Regions from separate parts of the Gossypium hirsutum genome. Here all the other regions are linked to region 3. A link is a contact called in public Hi-C data. All regions are on one chromosome and are shown on one strand. The core of a region is the stretch at or near the end of the contact, and the rest is flanking DNA. Distances in the headings are between cores, read along the strand shown.

Region 1 (3,449 bases), core at 507-3,006, 67 kb before region 3:
GTTAAGTTGCTTGGTTCCAAGATACTTATACATGTAATGGTTGTTTTGCAGATATGGACCTGGAAGATGACATTGAGAATCCTGAAAGGAAGCGAAAGGAAGGAGAAGGCATCTCTCTTCCACCATTTGGCTTGGCCACTTACAAGATGCAAGGAAACGTGTGGGTCTCGGGTAATTCTGGGTGGGACCAAGAGAGGCTGGTGTCGCTTTTAAGCGTGGCAGATTCGTGGCTAAAGCAACTTAGAGTCCAGCACCATGACTTCAATTACTTCACGGGGATTCGACGTGGCTAAATACATAATTGCTTGCTGTAGTTTTCTCTTGAGAACCCCATGGAAGTGACTGATCACTAATTATCAAAAAAAAAAAAAAACTTAAAAAAAAAGAAGCCTCTTTTTGGGTTTTAAGAATTTTTGGTTTTGTGCTTGGGAGTAATAGTGAGGATTGTGATTGGCACTTGTTATCAAAACCCTTTTGACGGTTCACTCTGAGGCCAGCCTTGACAGGAACTTTCAGCAGAGGGTATGTGAGTTGAGTTTACCCTCTTTATGTTTGTGGGCTTTTATTGTAAAGAAATGGGTGAGGGTCTAAGAGGGTACAAAAGTGGGGCTCTGAAACTTTAGAAAATCTTTGCGGTTTGTATGGTATATGTTTCTCTTGACCTTAATTATAGAGCTAATAGAGATGTGGAAAAAAATTGCCCCCACAGTTTCATAAAAAATTTCCCTCACTCATCATTATTCATATTGGGTACCTGTAGTAGATAAAGCAAAACCAATGAACAGTACGTCCTTTTTACAAATAAAATTGCACCGCAAATAAAATTTATAAGCAAAGCAAAAGCAAGTGAGAGAAAAATGTTGACTTGAGAGACATTAGACACTTTGGTACGAATTTCATGCTTAACATTGCATGCTAGGTTGGGTTGGGCAGACACAGAACATGAAGAAAAGTAGAAATCTAGCAATGGTGGGACCTGAGGTCTTTGATATTAATGCCATCACTTGTATGGGTATTCAATTTACATATTTATTGGTTCGGCTATCTCGCTCTAATTTTCCCCGTCACTATGTCATTGCCCTGCTGGTTTTCTTTTGTCATTCCAATATTTTATCGAGCACATGGTGCAAATGGTTAAACAACAGAACAACACCTATTTGATTCATGGATACAAACATTACCTGGGGTCTTCTCTAGACAAAATCGGCTCTGACGCAGAATCATGGAGGACAAAAGTTAAACATTCTCTCTTCTTAAAACTATTAATTTTTGTCTTTACCTTAGCATTTTGAATGACTTGACTTGAAGCCAAGTCACTGAACATGCCCAACTCTTCAAGCCCAGTAAACCCTCTGGCTGGATGATGGGCAATATATTGATATTTTGATTTGTGTTTTATTTTTGGTCGAAGTTCAAATTTCATTTCATAGGAATACAGCAAATGGGAACAATGTCCCATGCAAACAAAGGACAATGAAGCCTCCAACCCAAATAAACGAAACGAAGGAAGCACTCGAAAACCCAAGTCTCATAAAAGACAACACCCTAGAAGATGAGTAAACCCTACAATTTATGTCAGAGACAGTTCGTCATTGCTTGAATTAAGCCTCCTTGCCTAATGGAGGCAAAAAGAGATCTCAGCACAAACGTCGCCCAACAGTAAGATGCATTACTCAACTCTCAAGGTAACGGACATTGATATAGTGAGTTTAAGCAACCCTTGCCTTCGGTAGTGGATACTACTCTTGACTTGAACCAATAGACCAAACGAGCCTCATGGGACTCGAGTTCCGTAGCCTAATCGCGACGCGAAAACACAGCACAGTCCATAGGCCACAAAGCTTATTTTTCCAACCGGACCCCATCTTACCGGAAATATTGGTTGGAGTTTGGCAACAGCAAAGTTTCTTTGGAGAGATTGGGATTATGTTATATACATTTATAGGAGTTAGAATAAAATCTCGCCATTATATAATCAAAATTTTAGTATTTTGAAGTCAAACTATAATTTTATTAACAAATAGATTTAAAAAATTTAGAGGGTCAACCAGAATTTTTCAAATTGGGGAGTTAGGCTCCCTACCTGAGCCCTTGGGAGTTCAGGAACAACCGAAGAGTCGACCACCATTACAGCACCTCAACCCTAAAGAATAAGAAACACAACGCAGGCAATCGGGATCTCCGGTTAGCACCCAGAGGCCAGGGCAGAGAAGCGGTTAGGATGGATGAAACCACCGAGCGGACCACCATTTGATACTGTTTATGGTGTTTTAAATTGAAGTAACTAGAACTTTTAGTATATGGTCCATTCAAGTTCATAATGATGCATATTAAGCAAAATTGCAACATAGTTGGGTTGTTAAGTAGGTAGCCTTGGTGTTTTGTGGAATAAATTTTCATTTTTGTAATATTTATAAATAAGCAGTGGTGATGTACCGTCACCTCCATTTGATTGCCACGAAAAAGCCCCCAACACTTGTGCATTCTGATCTATGCCTTATAAATATATGGTAGTGGCGGTTCCATTAGGAATTTGATACTAATCCTCACACAACCCTAAACTAATATCTAACATTACTTTAATCCCATCACTAAATAAACAACAATACAACATATGTTTATCTAGAAATGATTACAGTATTTGACTTACAGTTCTGATTAGATTTTTTTTTTTGGTTTTATCAAACCAAACTAATAATTGTGGATATGATTCAAATTGATTAATCAAGTTGATTTATGGTTCATTTATGAGATTGTTTAAGTGATCCCTTAAAGATAATTTATTATGAGAATATGATATACTAACTAATAATATTAACTTTTAAATTTGGTTTACATTCAAACTTAAATGAACCCAGCTCAAGGATTTAAAAATAGAGAGATGAATGTGAACATAAAATTGTTGGTTGAAACATAGATGAAGAAGACAGGTTAAAGATGCAAATGGGTGTGTTGGTGAGAGCAATGAAGTGGTTTCCCAGTTGGACAATTGAAATGAGAAGAGAAAAATGGAAACCCCCAATTTCAACACCTTATCCACATACATTATCCACACACATTACAGCAGATCAGAATTGATCTCAAAAGGTCCCAACCACTAACCAAGTGTTATAAATGACTAGAGGAAGGAAAAAAAACAAAGAACTTGAGAATGCAACATCACTTGCATCACACATAGGCCTTTTGGCTCTTTTAAGTCAATGTGGGTCTCACGTGTAATAGAGGTAAAATTATCGGGTGATTGTATTAAGAGTCAGATTATATTTTATTATCTACTCAGAAAATGGACAAATTGGTTCATTAGACTAAAGAGCAAATTGGTCTGTTACGTTAATTTTCTTTTATCTTTTTGTATTGTTAAAAATTAGAATTGTGGATAGAACAATCAGATAGTTACATGTGACATACCATGTATATCTAATGCTGACATATAGGGACCAATTTTTAAC
Region 2 (3,570 bases), core at 652-3,151, 120 kb before region 3:
GAAACAGAAGAAAATATGATATAATTATATGAATGGGTAAAAAGTTAAAAAAAAAAGTAATAATTGATTAAAATTGAATCAAAAGATAATTTAATCAATAAAGTCAGAAAAAAACAATATTTTCTCAAGTTTGTGGTTGGATCTGTAACAGTAAACAATTGCAACGATTTTGAATAAAAAATAAAACATTTGCTTTCCTATTTTCTCAACTACTACGAATTCCGACATCCTAAACATTTTTATCGTGCATAATTAAGAATGTAGACTATTAATCATTAAATTATATGTAAATTTTTATTTTAATAATTTAATTTAAAAATTTATAATTTAATTATTGAACTATATAAAATTTTTTATTTAAATCACTGGACTGTTAAAACCAATGCTATATGATTTTCTTTATTCACACTGCCTCCACCAATCGAATTCTCTCTTTTCCTTTATCTTTTACGGTTCAAATTTTTTTCATAAAACAGTTTTAGACGTCATAAATCTGTGAACTAAAATTCAAACATTTTTTTCTAATCTTCGATATTAATCATTAGATCATCTTAGATATAAGATATGTTATTCTTTTCGTCGATAAGTACTAATCTACTATATCGATTGTCGAATCATCAGTTGGAGTTCATTGCTAGAACTTTTTAAAAATAAAACTTCACAATTTAGTGACTTAAATGAAAACTTTTAAATAATTCAGTGTCTAAATTGTAACTTCTTTAATTAAATCAATAAAAGAAATTATCCATACTTAAAAATAATTTGATCATGTTCGATGTAGTCGGATATTTAGGCGTTTAACGTTTATTAAATGGATGAGAACATGAATGTGCAATTAATGGGGGATGACAAACCGACACTCACTCCATATATTAGTATCACCCACCCACCAACCCACCTTCTTTTTTTTTTTTTTTTATCTCTGTTATGGATGTGGTTTGCTTTGAGATAATGCACCATGGAGATTATTATTGTTTATTATAGGCCTTGTTCAATTTTAGTAAAACGTGAATGATTTGATCTCATTGTTTTATCAAGGGTTGGTTTAGCATTCTCGTTAATACAAATTTTGAGGTCAAAAATTTTCTTTTACATAGGTAAAATATTTTGGGATTATCATTTGATTTGTATCATTCTCGTGTTTATATATATAATTTTATTTTAAACAAATATTTTTTTAATATTTTAATTCCTAAAAGCATTTTCTCAAACTCAAGTTTTTCTTAAACCAAATTAGATTATTTATTTAATTTTTTAATTAGACTGGATCGGTCGGGTATTGATTAGAAGAGTTGACTCACTACATTTGAAATTAGTTAAATCATATTAAATATCAATTGAAATAACAGTTTAATTGATTTTTTTATTTTTAAAATAATTTATCTAATTAAATCAAATGAATTGATTAAAATAAAAATAAATAATTTGACTGAATTAATTACGTATTTAATTTTGAAAATCTTAGATTTAATGTTAGAAAAGATATGTGACCTAGGAATCTCTCCACAGTCATCCACAAATAAACCTTCATTTGTTATAACCTAAATATCTGGGATATGAGTATAAAATTAGGGTCATGAAAGGTCAGTTTAGTGTAGAGGGGTAAAGACAACATATGATTCTAAAATTTGATTGACACGTGTATGAGCTAAGGTGGATCCATTGACCGTCAAGGACACTCAAATTAATCATAGCTGGCAAGTACCACTGTTGGATTTATATATCCATGAGGCATTAAGTAAATCTGATAACCAAAAACCACATATTTCCTCTGCCTTTAATTCTCCTCTCATATCATCTATCAAGTAATAGTAAAGTGTGATTTGGGGTCCTAACATAGTGTCCCCCTTGGACAATGATGGCTATTTTGCTACCACCAGCTGAAAACACCGTCCTGCCACTGCCAGTCCATCTGTCCCACAGGCATGAATGCGTGTGCAACTATCTCATTAATCCCCCTCCCCCCTCTTATATTTAACCTTCGCCTCTATTGGCTCTGCACCAAGTTTGAAAACTTCATTCCTAACACACCAACATGCACCTCAACACCATTTACAAATCTACTTTTAGCACTTGGCAACATTGCCAATCTCATTCTCCTTCCATGCACTAACTTCTAACTAACCACACTTCAAACTCCTCCTAGTCACAAATACTGGTGCCATCCGGCCAAAACGCCGCATCTACTGCCTAACATTGTCAAAGTCTTGTGCGTAGATCCCTCCACTCTACATATCACATCCAATGCTTCTCAATGCATCCATCGCAAACTTTGATCAAGAGCTTAAACAGCCACATAAGGGTGACATTGACTAGCTCCATGATGATGATGAAATAGTCCTTAGTCCTTTTTTTTATTATCTTGAAAAGGTATAAACCCTTAGTCCTTGGTCATTCGTCAAGGAGAGGTACCGCCAACTTGAACACCCAAGGCGCATGTGATGGAACAATTGATTGTTATTGGTCACCTCAACCATAACCTACAAAGAGTTTTTGACATCATAAGGAGTACCGTGGTCTAGGGCTCTAGTAGGACTTGGTATTACTCCCTCAATCCTAGGTCTATTGCTTCAAATTTAAACCACGATAGGAGAAACCTTTTGGGGCTATTTTGTGATTTCGTCAGAAAAATTATAGTTGAGTAATCAGTCATTCATTTGTCCGTTGCTAAAAGTTAAATTTTTGCCGAAAATATTGAATTATTTTCAGTAGAAAACAATATTCTCTCTCGTTGCGTCTTTATCCTCATTCCATAGCAATATTAAGATTAGTAAAAATTTATGTTTGAATTCTATGAATTAATTAACTGATTACAAATGCAGATTTCTGTACGTAGTTGCAAATTCTATCCATTGCCACTGGAGCTAGCTAGTGGTACTGCCACTACAAAATGAACTAATCTGACTGCCACTAAGTTATTGCATATTATAAATAACTTATAAAAATATCATAGGGTGAATCTCTCCATCTCTCTTTTTAGGAATAAATTACTAATAAACACCTTGCTTACATAATGGCAGTCTTTTAAACACTATAATCGGGTTATTCATCCAATTAATTATTCCGGTATATACATAAGATTAATAGACTGACCCTGGATATGAACAGCATGCGTTACTGTCAATTTAACTCACAAGCATATAGGTTGCAGGATTATTCATTTAATCCTAAATCTAAATGTCTTGTCTTCATCTCGGGTTGTTAAGTAGTTAGTAACTAACATGTATCTATGTTCAAAAATTGTCCAAATCAAAGGTTGTTAGACTAAGGAATGAGTTCACATGTTACCAAATTTACATATAGATTATTAATTATTCCATGGGAATATTTTAAGATATAACATTTGATATCTAAAATTGATATTTTTTTAATTTGGTACTTAAAATTTTTTGAGTCCAATTTGGTATTGGAATTTGACATTTTTTTTAAATTTGATACCTAACTTTTTTTTAGGTTCAATTGGTACCTAATTTATTAAACATTAGACAAATTACGCAAAATACTAACGGTGTTAATTTTTTTCTTGTTATGCTACAAAAATATTACCAATATTAGAGGATATTCATGTTA
Region 3 (3,236 bases), core at 93-2,592:
AGAAAACATTATCCAAAAAAATAGTGTTGTAATTAAATATGAAAACAAAATCAATCCTTAATTGATGCAAATTACGTGGTAGCTCCAAATTATGTCTTATGTGTGAACTTCATTTTCTTTTGGTTCTTCTTACAATTTTTTTTGCTCGTAAATGCTTTATGCCGCTCAATGCTGAAAGCCATGCTTTTTTAAACCCAGGGGTGAGTGGCAATTGATTCAAAAAAATTTCTCGGGTGAGTGGGGAGTTGAAAGTACTAGAGGGAAAACGCTCTATGTAGGACGCATTTTTAGTAAACTGTTAGAAAAAAAGCATTGAAAGCGCGTAGGTGACACGTTTTCAACTGACATAGCATGAAAACGCGTCCAGCTAGATGTGCTTTAAGTGCTTTTATTTTATAGCGCACTGAAAATGCGTCCTACTGAAGCATTTTCCCTTTATCACTTTCAACTCTACACTTTTTCCAACTCAACCATTAGATATCCCGAGATTCTCGTGATATTTTTTTTTGAAGAAATCTGAAAGTTCGAAAAGAATGAATTGAAAAATCTGATCGATCTCAACCTCCCGTGAAAAAAAAAGATCAAAACTCAGTTGCATTTAAGAAAACTGAAAAAAAAGTACAAACTAAGATTTAATCAAATCGAGTAGTTTGAGTTTCGATTATGAATCGAATTGAATTTTAAAATTTGAATACACAATTGGTGTAAATACAATACTTTTAAATATTGAATTAAATAATTATTAACTTTACATCTCAAAAAAATTATAAAAAAAGACTAAAGAATATATAAAAAACTTAAAAGTATTAAAAAAAAATTAAAACTCTACACAACCCTGACTGCAAGTCCTAAAATCCACACAACCCTAACCCTATTTAAAAAAATAAAATCCTAACTCTAAAAAAAATCAAAATCATTTAAAAAAAACCAATCTAATCCCGTAATTATTTTAAAAAACCGGAATTTTCAGAAATTCGCTATGAGTTTCGAGTTTCTAATGATGAAGGCATAATTTGTAATTAGATAATTTCCATTTTTGCAATTTTCTTCATTATTTTACCAATGATATCCCCGCAAATATATTACTAAGTAATTATTTGATATATTAGTAATAGAATAGATCAAAAAAAGAAAGAAATTCTAAGTAAAGTTAAAAAAGGCGTTGCATAATTTTTAATTAATATATTAGTGTAGTTATGATTAAATTGAGACAAAATTTTAGTCCGGCCCTCTAGTTGAAATTATTTACTCATCCATGGGCTTTTGAGTTGAAAGTTATATCCCATAATAGAGAGAAGCTGATGGATCAAAACGTATACAGCTTCACTCCATAATATAGGTTAGTGTTTGGATTTAAATTTAACCCAATATTGAAGTTGGGCCTGCCTTAGTGCTCTATACAATTGTATATATAAAAGGCCTTTATATTTTTAAGATTTTTTTAATATTAATTTTATTATAATTTCTTATCTTATTCTTGTTTTTTATAGAGTCTCTAGAATTATTTATAGCCTCCCTCCTCAACTCTTAAATAGGAAGATAATACGCTTCAACGCACTCGAACTCACGACCCCTTGCGTTGACAACGATATTTACACCAATTGAGTTAAGACTCAATCGAATATTTTAAAACATATTTGGTCACAATTTTTATTGCTTAAATGCTCCATTTAGGACTCTAATAAACATCTTAATGGTGGTTTGTAGTTTTGTAATTTGTAGTGATATAGTTTTGTTGTATGAAATATGAAATTGAGATGTTTCTCTCATTCTTACCATAATATGTCTTTTGGTTAGGTTTGGTTCGTAATTTTGTCATACAATTATTATGATAAAATTATATAAATTCTGAAATGATTGAAATATGATACAAAAATATTGATAATACTTTAAACATGTCATGAAAAATAAAATGTACATATACCACTAATATGTATATAAAACAATTTATTAATATGAAAATAATTTAATCAAAACTTATAAAAATTTGAATTCAATATGATTTAAATTTTCAAATAACATAAATTGAAACAACTTAAGCTTAAGATTGATATCAAGAAAATCATAACTCAAGAAACATTCCTCTAACTTTGATTCGAATTTGAAATTACTCAAATAAAAATATACAAATATATATATAAAAAAAGTATACACCTAAGAAAATTAAATCAGATCCTAAATATTTCGTTAGTATTGATGAAAATAAAAAGCTAAAAAAAAAAGACATCAATTATGTCGCATAAGGGAGAGCTCTAAAACTTTGTATCGAGCATTCTCAAACTAGTAGTGATAACAAAGTGAAAACAAATCAAAGGATGAGAAAAGAAAAAAAAAACGAAAAACAGGAGGATATTAGTTTAAAATTATATATATTTTAAATATTATATATATATTTTTTAATTTTCAACCCATTAAACAATGAATGGAAAGATAATTATTTTTTCTTTTAATTTTTCATTTTTCCACGCATCTATAAGAAAATTATATTTTTCACCTTTCAATTTTTTTCCTACACTACCATACAACAAAGCCTTGGTGCGGTATAGATATGGATTAATAAACTAAAAAAAAAAAAACAACAACAACAGCAACAACAACTATAACATTCTAACCAATATTCAATTAATTTTACAAGACAAATATCTTTATTAACATTTAATCTCAAAGATACATTGAATAATTTAAAGATTAAATTATTTAAAAATGCTTTTATTTAAAAATAATTAAAAAATATTAATATTAAATTAAAGTATATTGTAAACCTATACGATGAGTAAACTACCAAGGATTGGGTACAATGTTTGCTATTCATTCAATAGTTGAAAAATAAAATATTATTGTCAAGTAATAATTATTATGCAAAATAAGAAAATGCTTTGATTACTATTCAACCTCAATTCACTAATGTTGTAGTTAAGGATCACCTTCAATTAATGATAATTAATAATTTATATCAAATTAACCCCAATTTAGAATCAATGACATGAATGCGTCTCTAAGTTTAGGCCAAACGCTAAATATCTAATGGAAGACCTAAAATTCTAAGAAAAATAGTTAGAAATTTGGATACATAAAATTTTTTAAGAACATAACCTTTGATATACCAAAATTTATAGCGAAATAGTAAAATTTTAAGAATGTGACTTTAGATATTTTGGTATATCAATATTTTTAATAAAATATCAAAATTTCTAAAATTGTATCATTACATATTTGGGTATACTAAAATACTAATG

Evidence for each region. Hi-C and Micro-C count contacts between places; a contact is called where the count stands out from the background.
Region 1: a Hi-C map of leaf shows a contact between it and region 3, with 2.9 times the contacts expected there. The contact joins two enhancer-like sites. A contact is called at or near these places in 2 of 34 Hi-C or Micro-C datasets (both in leaf).
Region 2: a contact with region 3 is called in a Hi-C map of leaf, with 1.7 times the contacts expected there. The contact joins two enhancer-like sites. A contact is called at or near these places in 2 of 34 Hi-C or Micro-C datasets (hypocotyl and leaf).

Annotation. Positions count from the first base shown.
Region 1 is chrA03:106,265,743-106,269,191 of Gossypium_hirsutum_v2.1, reverse strand. It overlaps LOC107886756, which reads left to right. Exons shown (of 6, transcript XM_016810812.2): 6 at 52-667. The coding sequence ends at 293. Among protein-coding and RNA genes, the nearest start is that of LOC107886756, 4.5 kb to the left of the region's middle. Within about 2 kb of position 1,756, at least 8 of the 9 cell types and tissues checked have an H3K27ac peak or open chromatin away from gene starts, as enhancers often do. A contact at or near this core is called in leaf, where this site is marked.
Region 2 is chrA03:106,314,747-106,318,316 of Gossypium_hirsutum_v2.1, reverse strand. No RefSeq gene overlaps it. Among protein-coding and RNA genes, the nearest start is that of LOC107886756, 45 kb to the right of the region's middle. Within about 2 kb of position 1,901, at least 4 of the 9 cell types and tissues checked have an H3K27ac peak or open chromatin away from gene starts, as enhancers often do. A contact at or near this core is called in leaf, where this site is marked.
Region 3 is chrA03:106,198,552-106,201,787 of Gossypium_hirsutum_v2.1, reverse strand. No RefSeq gene overlaps it. Among protein-coding and RNA genes, the nearest start is that of LOC107886757, 32 kb to the right of the region's middle. Within about 2 kb of position 1,342, at least 1 of the 9 cell types and tissues checked has an H3K27ac peak or open chromatin away from gene starts, as enhancers often do. A contact at or near this core is called in leaf, where this site is marked.